Linked DNA regions of Mus musculus: region 1 is linked to region 2. Evidence: chromatin contacts called from public promoter capture Hi-C data. All regions are on one chromosome and are shown on one strand. Each heading gives the region's core, a stretch centred on a gene start, on an enhancer-like site or on the middle of the called end of the contact. The rest is flanking DNA. Distances are from core to core; before and after follow the strand shown. Region 1 holds the start of Spaca7 (sperm acrosome associated 7). Region 2 holds the start of Ankrd10 (ankyrin repeat domain 10).

What was found. Promoter capture Hi-C pulls out the DNA fragments that hold promoters and counts their contacts.
Region 1: a contact with region 2 is called in a promoter capture Hi-C map of stem cell-derived epiblast-like cells, with 6 times the contacts expected there. The contact joins the promoter of Spaca7 here to the promoter of Ankrd10 in region 2. A contact is called at or near these places in 3 of 39 promoter capture datasets (hippocampal neurons, liver and stem cell-derived epiblast-like cells) and 2 of 115 datasets of contacts at active chromatin or transcription factors (astrocytes and pancreatic cancer cells).

Annotation. Positions count from the first base shown.
Region 1 is chr8:12,571,727-12,575,182 of GRCm38.p6, forward strand. Spaca7 (sperm acrosome associated 7) reads left to right here and starts at 1,310. Exons shown (of 7, transcript NM_024279.3): 1 at 1,310-1,473. The coding sequence starts at 1,380.
Region 2 is chr8:11,633,949-11,637,532 of GRCm38.p6, forward strand. Ankrd10 (ankyrin repeat domain 10) reads right to left here and starts at 1,809. Exons shown (of 6, transcript NM_133971.3): 1 at 1,463-1,809. The coding sequence starts at 1,669. It overlaps Mir7238 (microRNA 7238), which reads right to left and starts at 1,788; the gene lies at 1,746-1,788.

The sequences.
Region 1 (3,456 bases), core at 60-2,559, 940 kb after region 2:
GCAGGAGGATCAGTAGTTCAAAGTCATTCTTGGCTACATACCAAGTTCAAGGTCAGCATTGGTACATGAGCCCCTACCTCTAAATGCTTTTATTTTAATTATAAGGTTATTTTTAAAAATATATTATTTGCCTCTTTCTCCTGGAACCATCTCAGAAGATGCAGGGACTGGGGCTGGATGCCAGGGACTTGTGGTTCTCTCTTCACTGAGGGTACAGCACAGGGAGTGTCCACATGCCCCAAGCCAGACATCTGTCAAAATCTGTGTTCAATGAAATAGGTATCAAAAGATCAATTTTCTGACTTCCCTCCTGATCGAAACACTTCTTAAAGATATCCACGCAAAGGGGAGGATATGTGAAATTCTTGCTAAAGGGCAGCAAAGACCCGAGGAAAATTTAGAGGACCATTCTTGAGATCTGAATCCCCCAAAAGCAACTGGTAACCCTGACTGCCATCTCCCCATGAACTCGGTGCCTCTGCAAGCAGGCAGTAAGAGCTCTGTGGCCTGAACAGCTCACACACCCTCTCTGTGCAGCTCCCTTGAGTCTGGCTGAGCCTATGGCTTGTCTGGCCAGTGGATTTGCAAGGATGAGACAGGAAGGACCTGTCTCCTCAGCACTCAGCAGTGACCAAGCTCAGTTCACCCCTGCAGAGCTAACTCACAGTTACACATTAGTTGCTTTAGGGGACCAGGTTTTGGGATGACCATACAGACTGACTTCTGGAGTGAACTGAGCCAGATTTTTTAAGCTTCTTCTGAGCCATCCCAGATCCCAAGTTCTCATGACCAACATAGAGGGATCCACTCCTACACCAGGATCTGACATCTGACTTCCTAGTTATAGGGGTAGCAAGTCACAGCTGCCCCACTGACCAGGCTTGTCCTCTGGCCATGTCTGTCTTTGTCTCTGGTCATTCAACTGAGTCACAGCTTGGAGAAATGTGGCCATATGCCTGGATCCTATTCAGACCCTCGGTTAAGTATTAAGCTGGTGTCATGGTCACGTGGTCAGAATTCCCAACAGTTAAGTCACGATATGTGTTAAGTCCCTGGGGCTCTGTGTTTTTATAGATGCTGGAAGAGCTAGAATACTCTTCTTGCTCTCTGAGGCTGACATCTACCAAGAAAGCCTCACACACCATCAGCTCCCCACAGTGCCTCACAGAGAAACAAACCCCATACCTGGCAGGACCCCAGTTCACTTCTTAACCATGTTCTCACAGGGTTAACATACACTCTAATGGGGAAGGAACCCAGGTCAGTGCCCTGTGGTGATGTCACAGGTCCCCCACATTCCACGTATCCAGGAGTCCAAGGCTGGGGAAGCTGAAGACCTACCTTCCAGGGAAGGGCCTCCTCCTGTAACTGGAGGGACCATGGCAGCGAATAGAGGATCGAGGACCTTCTTATCTGTCTTCCTGCTGTGCTGCTGGCAAGGCGCTGAGCTGCAGCCGATCAAGACAACTTCAGGTAGGTTCGGTGGACAGAAACCTCCAGCCTGGAAGCCGTAGAGGAAGCACTCTTCTTTGTGTTTCCTTCGCTGGAACTTGGGGAGTGGCGAGAAGGGAAAGTCCATCTTTGAATGCCTCTCACACAGGAATGCCAGGGAGCGGCTTTATACACCGCGCACATAAGTTTTCTATTAACTTAATGGGAATGTTCTAACTCGTTCCAAGGTAGAGGAATAGTGTCACAAACCTCCATTTGTCCCTCTTCCGTTTTTATGACTGCATGTTTCCCAACTTGTTTTGATGCCTACAAATGTGTGCATGCACCACACACATACATATAAAGACACACACATATAGACAGGTACAAATACACACATTGATACATGCTCAAGCACATACATATCCTTTTGTGTAACATTTAGCACTGTCCCAACGTTTCGCTACTCTCTGTGAAGTGGATAAAGCATATTTTTATATGCCTGTTCTTCTTACACTAACAGCATTAACACTAATCCTTTATTGCTTTTAACACCAATGAAAGATACAGTGTTCTTGATGCTTGTTAATGATGGCCAGGTAGCCAGATATGCTTGTGTACATCTCTAATGCCAGCACTGGGAGGCAGAGGTAGAGGCAGGTAGATCTCTGTAAGTTGGAGGCCAGCTGGGGCTACATTAATCAGAGAAACCCAAATTCAGGACACAATCTAGATTCATGGTCAATGAGAGAGAGACAGAGACAGAGACAGACAGAGATACAGAGGGAGACAGACAGAGAGAGAGTGAGAGAGAGAGAGGAAGGAGGAGGAGGAGAAGGAGAAGGAGATGGAGAAGAAGAAGAAGAAGGAGGAGGAGGAGGAGGAGGAGGAGGAGGAGGAGGAGGAGGAGGAGGAGGAGGAAAGGGAGAAGGAGAAAGAGAAGAGAAGGAGGAGAAGGAGAAGGAGGAGGAGGAGAAGGAGAAGAAGGAGAAGAAGGAGAAGAAGGAGAAGAAGGAGAAGAAGGAGAAGAAGGAGAAGGAGCTTACCTCTAGGTTATAGCAGAGGTTGTTGGGGGAATTGGAAATGGGAGTGGGAATCTCAGCCAAATATTACAGTTCCCCATTAAATCCTTATTTACAGTCAGAGATCAGCAATGTGATGTCTCTCCTGACTATAAATCCTATCTCCCTGGCTTCTTCCTGCTCATTTGCAGAAGTACAGTGTGAGTTCAGTCGTGACCCTGAGACTTGGGTGTGCTTTCTCGGTACTTTTCATAGGGAATCCCAGATTTGGCTTCTCCAGGTGCCCCCCAGCAAGGGGACCATTACAAATCCTGAGGATGCGGGCGATCTCCTCTTGTCAGTGAGGCTCTTAGACACTGGGAATTGGCCTTCCCACCTGTCCACATGATCGGAAGCAATGGGATCCAGGTGCTAGGTGGGATGGTCTAGACCAACAGCCTCAGGTCCTCACATCTGGAGTATCTGGAGAAGGAAGGCCAAGCTGATGTCATGGCCATGTGGCCAGAATTCCCAATAGTGTTCTATTGCAAGGAAAACAGAATCATGGTGTGTGTGTGTGTGTGTGTGTGTGTGTGTGTGTGTGCACATAGCATTCATGAGTGCAAGTGCACATATCTATGGCAGCCTCATCAGATATCTTCCTCTGTCACTATCTACTTTATTTTGTAATTTAGGCTATCTCTCACTGAACCTAGAGCTCATTGATTGGATGAGACCGGTTAGTCAGCAAGCCAATGGATCCTGTTTTCTGTACCCCTCAGCACTGGCATTACAGGCATTCGCCAGTGTACCCCATGTTTATGTGGGTCCTGGGAATTTGAACTCAGTCCACATGTTTTTTCAAGGGCTTTGCCAACTGAGCTATCTACCTGACCCAAGAAGAATAGCGCCATGGGGCTGGAGAGATGGCTCAAGAATGAACATTGGCTGCTCTTCCATAGTTCAATTCCCAGCACCCACATGACAGCTCACAACTGTCTGTAATCCCAGTGTTGGGGGATCT
Region 2 (3,584 bases), core at 559-3,058:
GCACTCAGGAGGCAGAGACCGGCGGATTTCTGAGTTCCAGGCCAGCCTGGTCTACAAAGTTAGTTCCAGGACAGCCATGGCTATACAGAGAAACCCTGTCTCGGAAAACCAAACCAAACCAAACCAAACCAAAAAGTAATCGCTGGTGAGATTTCCCAAGGGAAACATACAAGTACAAAGTGGCAGTAAGATGAACAGGTGTCAAGAGAAAAGCAGTTAGTTAACCTTTAACGTGGAGCCAGGATTTGAACCTGTTAGCTATGCCGTGTTCAACCTAGGAAACTGGCTTTGGAATTGTGGAGGGTCCTTTTAAATGGGGCATCTGGTAAAAGCAAGATAGTTAGCCTTCACAATGGCCAGTTTTCCGGGAATAAATAAGCCCCATAAATTACTGGGTAACCTGAGCATCACTGGTAGGTACAACCTAGGGAAACACGCTGGAAACCTACAGGAGGGAGAGCAGTAACACATGGCCCGGCTGGGGTGAAAGGCTCAGCCTTTTCGCCTCTAAGAGCTTTCCGTAATAGTTGGAACGGGTTAACAAGATGGTTCCGTATCTTAAGACCATCCAGGTTTCAGATAGGAAAGCTCAGAACTACAACGTCCTCGCCTCCGCTACAATACTGGTCTCCAAAGTCAAGTCTACAACTCGTTCTCCGTAGACGTGAAAATGCTCCTTTAGCTTTAGATCAAATTCTGGTAAACAGTACAGCGTGAATTTTGCCGCTTTATGGCGCAGAAGCACTTCTGTGTGCAGGTTAACTAAGGCGACCACGAGAAGGTGGATTCCCAGCGACTACCTGCACCCAACTGCATGCCACCTTTCAACACCAGGAGAACGGGGCCAATTAGCGCAGCTTACACAGGACGGTCCCGGTGGAGAGGGGGCCGATAGGCATGGCCGCGACCCCGCCGTCGGCCATAGCAGGTGCAGACTTGACACCCCCGGCTACGAGGGCAGCGCCCATCCCTCCGTGCCTTCAGGGGGCCCTGCACCCGGTTTCCATTAGACAGAAGCGCGAGGCCCCCAGTTTCCTCCTCGCCACGATTCCCGAAGCCCGGCGGCCTCCGCGCAAACGGCCTCAACTGCAGTCTGCCCGCCCCGCTCGGAAGAGCCACAAGTGTGCACATGCGCCCTGGATCCTTCGGGGGAGCCGGCGAGACGGACCCCATTTCCGCCCCGCCTCCCAACACTCCCCGCGCCCCCGGAGGTCCTGGGTCGCGCGCCGCCCGCCGCACATGCGCCTTGAAGCCCTCGAGGCGCCCGCGGCGTCTGAGCAGCTTCCGCGCCCCCCACCCCCCACCGTCCTGGGTCGCAGACCGCGCGGTACCGCACATGCGCCCTGGAACTCTCAGGGGTTGCGCTGCCGCTGCCGACCGCGCTCTCCAGACACCGTGGGGTGCGCTCTGACCCTAACAGCACACCACGCGGAAAATGGCGCCTTAAAGTGCCCGCGCCCACCTTGCCGAAGTGCGCAGCCCAGTGCACGGGCGTCCAGCCGTAGAAGGAGTCCTCAGCGGCCAGGTGAGCGCGCGGCGTGTGTGGCAGCAGCGAACAGAGCGCGACCAGGTCCCCGTCCCGGCAGGCGCGGTGCAGCGGGAAGCGGAGCGACAGCAGCTCCTCGCTGGAGAAGCCTGCCTCCACGGCCGCGCCCGCTCCCGCTGACATGATGGGTCGCTAGGAAGCACGCGACTGATCGGCCAGAGGAATGTGCCGGTGAAGGCCTGCGAAGCTGCCGCCACTCGAACACAAAGGACAGGCGAGCTGCTGCCGCGTCCCATCCGCATCCGAGCGCAGCGAGCACTGAGGGCGGGACCTGAGCCACGGGGCGGAGCCTGCGCCTTGAGAGGGTGGGGCCTAACAGTCCGCTGCCTCCGACCGCTGCTGACGCCCGTGGTGGGGCGAGGCCCGCGCCTGGATAGGGTGGGGCCTCCCGCAGGTGGTGCTGAGGCTGGCGCCTGGGATAGGGCGTGGCCTTGGCTGCAGGGCGGGGCCTTCTCAGGGTCTGCGCAGGAACGCCGCCTTAGGCGTCTGGTGGTGAAGTTAGGGGCTGGGAGGCGATCACCGCTTGAGGAGGCCGCTACTGATGCCAACGCTGAAGGTGTAGGGGTTGAGGGTGGGCCTGCACGTTAGTGTGGTTAGAGGGACGAGACTTGCCGGGCAGTGGTGGCGCACGCCTTTAATCCCAGCACTTGGGCGTCAAAGGCAGGTGGATTTCTGAGTTCAAGGCCAGCCTGGTCTACAGAGTCAGTTCCAGGACAGCCAGGGCTATACAGAGAAACCCTGTCACGAAAAACAAACAAACAAACAAACAAAACAAAACAAAAAAAGGAGGGGGGAGACTTGGCTGCGACTGAAGCCTGAGGAGGCCGCGCCTGAGACCTCGCCTGAAGCCGGAGGCCTACGACCCTGGCTGTAAACCTTGCCTGGGGCAAGGCCAAAGCCCAGGCCGGCCTCTCTGTGATTGGCAGCTGAAAGCCACGCCTTAACTAAAGGAGGAGAGTCTGGGATTTGGAGCGGAGCGGCGCTCTGGTCGATTCCTGGGGCGGCTGGGCGTGACCTGGCGCTGGTGGGTGTGACCTGGAGCGGTTGGAGCTCGGCCGCAGGTTCCTGCTGAGGACGATGCCTGAGGCGCTACTTCTAAATAGAGCTGCTGCTCTGCCAGGCACACTCGCGAGTGGGGACTCAGGACTCTGGCAGCCGGCCCTGGCCTGCTTCCGCGGTTGCCTGAGTTCCTCCAATTAGTGTTTATTGGGCGCCTGCGGAGCACAGCTCCTCATTAAAAACCCGAAAACAAGGGTGCAGCCAGTTAACTTCGGTATGCCTTAATTGGAATGGATGCCAGAGAGAATCGAGAGGCCCTGGCGTCTGTAACTGTAAAGCATGAGTCACGTGAGCAGGCTGGGCACATGGTGAAAGAAATTTTAGAAAAATTGACTACTAAATTCTCTTTCCAATGGTACAATGCTATGGTTGTAAAAAATTTGAAATTTTTCTTTTTTCTTTTTCTTTTTGTTCTAATTTTGGTTTTTCGAGACAGGGTTTCACTGTGTAGCCCAGCCTGGTCTACTCACTCTGTAGACCAGGCTGGCCTTGAACTCAGAAATCCTCCTGCTTCTGCTGGGATTAAAGGCGAGCACCACCACCTCCTGGCTATAAAATTTGAAAATCATACTGAGCCATTAAGGAGTAGACACTATTCATGGAAGTTTTACTTTTTTTTTTTTTTTTTTTTGGTTTTTTTCGAGACAGGGTTTCTCTGTATAGCCCTGGCTGTCCTGGAACTCACGTTGTAGACCAGGCTGGTCTCGAACTCAGAAATCCGCCTGCCTCTGCCTCCCAAGTGCTGGGATTAAAGGCGTGAGCCGCCACCACCGGCCAGCTTCTACTTTTTACTTAATGAAGTTTTACTTTTTCCCTTTTGCTATATATTTGTTCCTTGTGTATGTTTATCCTTGAGGAGGCTACATAGTAGAGATTAAAATTACTGTATTGCAGAAACTGGGGCCTGGGACTCATCATCCTCCTGCCTCATCCTCCCAGCTGCTGGGATTATAAATATGCCACCAGGCTACATACCTTA